2 separate regions of the Oryctolagus cuniculus genome follow, and region 1 is linked to region 2. The links are chromatin contacts, called in public Micro-C maps. All regions are on one chromosome and are shown on one strand. The core of a region is the stretch at or near the end of the contact, and the rest is flanking DNA. Distances in the headings are between cores, read along the strand shown.

What was found. Hi-C and Micro-C count contacts between places; a contact is called where the count stands out from the background.
Region 1: a Micro-C map of ear pinna shows a contact between it and region 2, with 7 times the contacts expected there. The contact joins the promoter of ZNF395 here to the promoter of INTS9 in region 2. A contact is called at or near these places in 3 of 6 Hi-C or Micro-C datasets (ear pinna, liver and an unstated tissue).

The regions. Positions count from the first base shown.
Region 1 is chr2:45,748,213-45,750,986 of mOryCun1.1, reverse strand. It overlaps ZNF395 (zinc finger protein 395), which reads right to left and starts at 1,367. Exons shown (of 11, transcript XM_051831753.2): 1 at 1,210-1,367.
Region 2 is chr2:45,204,973-45,207,672 of mOryCun1.1, reverse strand. INTS9 (integrator complex subunit 9) reads right to left here and starts at 1,362. Exons shown (of 17, transcript XM_008249049.4): 1 at 1,188-1,362. The coding sequence starts at 1,196. It overlaps HMBOX1 (homeobox containing 1), which reads left to right and starts at 1,686. Exons shown (of 11, transcript XR_011386241.1): 1 at 1,686-1,993.

The DNA of each region.
Region 1 (2,774 bases), core at 118-2,617, 540 kb before region 2:
GACCATCTGGGCCCACAGTTCACTGTCTGCTGATCTTTCACTGACTGAGTTTATTTCACACAAAGCCCAGGGGCAAGAGGGAACGCAATTCACATTGTGGTTTAATATGAAAGCTAAATAGAGTTGCACATTTCATCTGATATGATTATAAGACACACATGAACTTACGCCCCATTAAAAACATGCTGGCAATTAAACTTTCTGAACAGCAAAACTGTATGCTTGCCATCAGCATGACATAAACCAAAAACTAACTTGGAAGTATTCAACTGCATTTTAAAAAATATTTAAAAACCCACCCTCAGGGTTCTGCGTTATGGCACAGCCCGAAGGTGGCACCCTGTACCACAGTGCCCGGGATCAAATCTTGGCTACTCCACGTTTCTGATCCTGCAGGAGTTTCCTCTGGTTTTCCCATGTGGCTGCAGAGGCCCAAGGACCTGGGCCATCTTCTACTGCTTTCCCAGGCCACAGCAGAGAGCTAGATTGGAAGTGGAGCAGCCGGGACTCGAACCGGTGGCGCCCATATAGGATGCCGGCACTGCCCGCAGCGGCTTTACCCGCGAAGCCACAGCGCCGGCCCCCAAGTAAGTTTTTTAAAAATAAAACCAACCTCAGACATCACTAACAGCCCGTCAGCGGGCGGTGTGTTGGGGGTGGGGTGGGGTCACCACGGACCCCCACGGAGCCACCCAGAACCGGGGCAGCCAGCGAGCCCCGCCAGGTGCACTGTCGACCAGGCTTCAGCCGGCAACAGCCCGCAGCTGGCCCCGCCGAGGAGCCGGAGCCAGGTTTCCCCGCCGGGCCGCGCGTCGTCCTTGGACTCAGATCAAGTTCATTTTGCGCAGACTTTTATTTACACTTCCAACAGAGCGGCGCGCGCGGACGCACGGCCGCCTCAGCACCCCACGCCGTACCGAGGATGAGCAGGCAACGGGGCGCACACCGGTCCCTTCCCGCCCCCGGCCCCGCGGCGGCCTCTCGGCGCTGCTCCCTCCCCTCCCCGGGCAGCCCGCGGGACAGCCTGCGGCCGGCGGGGAGACCAGGGGGCGGCGACGCGCGAGGAGCGCCTCAGCCTCCCGCCTCCGCTCCCCGTTCCCTACGCCGCCTTCCTCACCGCGGCTTCGCCTCTCCCCGCCTTCCCGGCCTCTCGCTCTGCCTCGCCTTCCCCTCGCCTCTTCCCTCATCTTTCCCTCAGCCCCAGCCCACCGGAGCCACGATGGCGTCTCCCCGGCTCGGTCCTGAGGAGAACGAAGCTCCGGTTCCCGCCGTGGGCTCAGTTCCCACGCTTCCCTAGGCAGAGGCATCTCCCCCGCCCCGGGGGCTAGTCCCGAGGACGACTAAGTTCTGGCCCGCGTAGTGCGAGAGGAAACAACCGCCCACGCAACGATGGCGCGTCCCTCCCGGGTCCGAGAGGGCGGGCTGGACGCCCCCTGGCGGCCGCGGGGCGCAGCGCCGGAGCGCCGAGCGCCGTCTGCGCAGTGGCCGGGCGCCCCCTTGCGGCAGTTCTGGTGATCCTGAAATTCACTGTTACTATTCCAAGCCCTGACTGGAGGGAGATTCAGAGAGAGATCTCACCCACTACCCCGTGCGTTGTTCGGAATGGATGGAAATAACATGAATTAAAGTACATGGCCAGCAAGTGCTCGGGCCCCGCACCCCAGGGGAGACCGGGAGAAGCACCTGGCTCCTGCCTTCGGATCAGCGCGGTGCGCCGACCGTGGCGGCCATTGGAGGGTGAACCAACGGCAAAAGGAAGACCTTCCTCTCTGTCTCTCCCTCTCACTGTCCACTCTGCCTGTCAGAAAAAAAAAAAAAGTACATGGCCAGTAGACAAAGTCATTTGATCAGTAATAATCTTTAAGAGGAATTGAAATTTGAAAACTAGAATATGAAAAATTTAAAAAGCAATACCGTTAACAATTGTTTTGCCTAAAACCAGAGTATAGATATGTATTTGGAAAACCTTGAAGCACTGTTGAAAGAAATCAAACGAAATATAAATCAAGGCAGATATATATTATTCAGGACTGGCAGACTCAATGTTATTAAGATGAAAATTCTCTCAAATTTGACATAGAAATTCAGTGAAACTCCAAATTCCTAGAAAACCATTTCAAATTCTAGAACAGATAACATTTTTTCCTGAAGAAGTCCAACCATGAAGAACTAGCACATCTGGATCCTTGGATCCCAACAGTTAACCTGGACCACCAGCAATTAAGGAAATGGTAGTGAGAAGACAGAGAGATGGATAAATGGAGATGAACTGACAGCCCCAAATAGGCCAAATTGCAGTCAACTGATGGTCAAAAGAGCAAAGGCAACTCAATGGAGAAAGGAATGTCTGTTCCACAATTAGTGATGGGACAGTTGGAAACCACATGGAAAAAAGTAAACACAGACACACACCTTATAACTTATACAAGAATTCATTCAAAATGGCCCATATACTTATATTCAAAATGTGAAACTATAAGAAATCTAGACTAAAATGGCTATGAACAGATGTTTCATGACAAGTTTCTAGATGCAAGTCCAAAAGCCAATTTAAAAGAAAATAAATGATAACACAGACCTTGTTAGAATAAAAAGTCTACTCTGTGGGGGCAGGTTCTATGGATCAGTGGGTTAAGTCACCAGTTGGGATGCCGGCATTCAACGTCAGAGTGCTTGGTTTGAGTCCTGCCTATTCTAAGCTTCCAATCCAGCTTCCTGCTAATGCATCTGAGAGGTGGTAAAAGACGGCCCAAATACTTGGGCCCCTGGCTGGA
Region 2 (2,700 bases), core at 113-2,612:
AAGGTCAGGCCCAACCGGCGCAAGTCATTTGGTCTGGCCCTGCCAAATCATCCGCAGGCGGGACTTAAAATTCAATGTATCTATAGCAGGCTCATTTTCAAGTTGATACTTTTGTGTGGCCCAAGAATGATGTTCTAAACATCCAAATGGCCCTTGGCAGAAAAAAGGTTCCCCACCCCTGAAAGGGAGACAGTTTGGGAGCTGAAGCTACTTTTAATACTTTCCTCACAGAAAACAGCTGGTGGGTTATCAGATGAGAGTGTGTGGGCTGTGTGGCTCAGGAAAGCCTATTCAAATAATTACAGAAATGGGAAAAAGAAAGTTTGCTTTTATATAACAATTACAGAAAGAAAAACTGGACAATCATTTGGCTGCAGGAACACAGATTTTTAAAGTGTTGAGAAACAGCATTTCACACCTGTTTTTCTTCTCTCCTAATTACACTATTACTAATCTGAAACAGCTGGAATAAGCTGACTTTTTGGATCTGTGCACACAATGACAATAAAATGGCTCAAAACAAAGGTCTGAGAAGCTTTCCTGTGAGCCAGCATTGAAGCTTTGCAATGCAAAGATTTCTCCAGGTAGAATGGCAGCTGCATCAAGCTTTGGTCTTGCAGTCCCTACAATCTCAGAGTGGAATGCCTTGACACTTCCTCTCTGCCATCCAGATCCTAGGCAGTGTTTGACTCAAATCTTCCTACATCATGCTCTGACCTCGTTCTTCTTTGGATTCGAAGGGCTGTTAGTAGTTGGTAACAGGAAACGTAATGAGTGATTACGTTCTGCCCAACATTTTCTACTCTGTTCGAATCTGATCAGCCTTCCAACGACGGTAGGGAGACGGGCTAATCAAGAGCCAACTGAATGGAAAGAGGTTGTTAATCCATCCTAACATTGGGAAGCTGAGAAGCAAGCCCAAACCTAGCTCATAGGGCCCAATCTTAGCTCACAGGTGAATATTACGGTCAACCTCTTGCCTCCCAAAGTGAATAAAACCTCCTGGCAGCTTTATGTTGGGGGTTAGGGGGGCCAGCGGTCAGGAGAGGCAATTCAAACCTTCTCCACAACAAAAGCAGCTCTCCTCCACCCACCCCCCTTTCCACGGAGAACCGTGACTGTTCCTTGCCCATATCCAAAATGGCACGGCATCACTTTTGCCCTCCGACCTAGGAGCGAAGACTCACCAGTTTCATAATGGACTTTAGGTTTTTCAGTATCTGTCTCAGGACTCCTCAACTCCAGCATGTGTCTTCCGGTTCAAGCTCCTTCTCTGGCCCGCCGAGAGCATCGCGGGACTTGCAGTCTTTCTTCCTCACGCCCCCTTCCCGGACCATCATGGGAAATGTAGTCTTCCTTCTGGGCATCATGGGAACTGTGGTCGTCTTTCCTTTTCCTCCCTTTACTAGCCGAACGCCTCCTTCCGTCGGCTCAAATTCATCCCCGCCGCCAATTCATCCTCCCTCTCCACCCCAGCATGATATCATGTCCCCTGTATGGGCCTGGGACCCATGGTATTCTGGGATATGTAGTCCCGACGGCCTCGTCCCCGCTTTCCCCGCCTCCCTGTGGGAAGGCGGATGGGCGCGAGACTTGCCGGGAGCTGTAGTTCCCTGGGGCCTCCAGACGCCGAACTCGGTGCTTTTACTCAGGGGAGGCAAGAACTACAACTCCCAGGGATGCCTGGCTGCAGCAGGTGGGAGCGGGGCTGTTGATATCAATATGGCGGTTGTCAGCCAGACAAAGACAGTCAGTCTGATGTGATTGAGACAAGGGAGGTTTTGAGGGGGAGACTGGGAGATAGGGGCCTCCCCTCCCCCTTCTCCTCTTCCTGCGCCGGCCTCAACCCCTCCCCAGTCCCCTCCCGACGGGCGCCCCACGCGGAAGACACCCCTCCCCCTCCCGCTTTCCCTCCTCCCTACCTCAGCCCTTCGTACTGGGACGTTGGGGAGGGGGCTGTGCCGGGCGGAGAGAACTCAGCAAGGATTCTGAGGTGAGTCGAGTGGATTTGAAGCCGGACTACCTCAAGTCTGTTTCTTTACTTCTTTCTCTTCACTTAAGAAAATTTGGTGTGGGGGGGAGGGGTCTGGGGAGAAAGTGAGCGGACGCTGGGGATGGGTCTCCTAAGCGGCCGGATTGAGAGGAGGGAGGAAGCAGGGGGCTTCCGAGTGAGTGACCGGGACACGGGGTGTGGGGTGGGGCAGTTTGCGAGGGACAGGAATTGAAAGGCGTCGACTGCTCCCCAACTCTTTTCTCCTGGTTTCTTCCTCTACTATGGGCGGAAGGTTGGAGGTGGGGGTCTCCTGCTTGGAGTTTGGGAAACTACGAGGTGATTTTGAGGTGTGTCGGTGTGTAGAACTGTGTTTTAAACTGTGTGACGTGTACTTCAGTGCTGCGCTCGTCTTGAAGAAATGTCTATAGATAGGAAGTTAGATCGCTAGAGTCATAGCTAGTCCTGGGCCTGGGCTGAGAAGCGTGCGTTGAGGTCCTGGTGCTGGACGTTTGGGCTGGCGACGTGGTGCGGGGTTGCTGGACTCAGCAAGTCGTTTATGTCCCATTGCCCGCTCACATTCCGCCACCCGCCTCCCGTCCCCTCCCCTGGTATAAATCTCCACCCCAAACTCCGGGAAGGAGAATTGTGGAGATGATGTGGTGTGGAGATGATCTTTGCATCCTGAAGTCGGGAGATAGGTGGGAAAG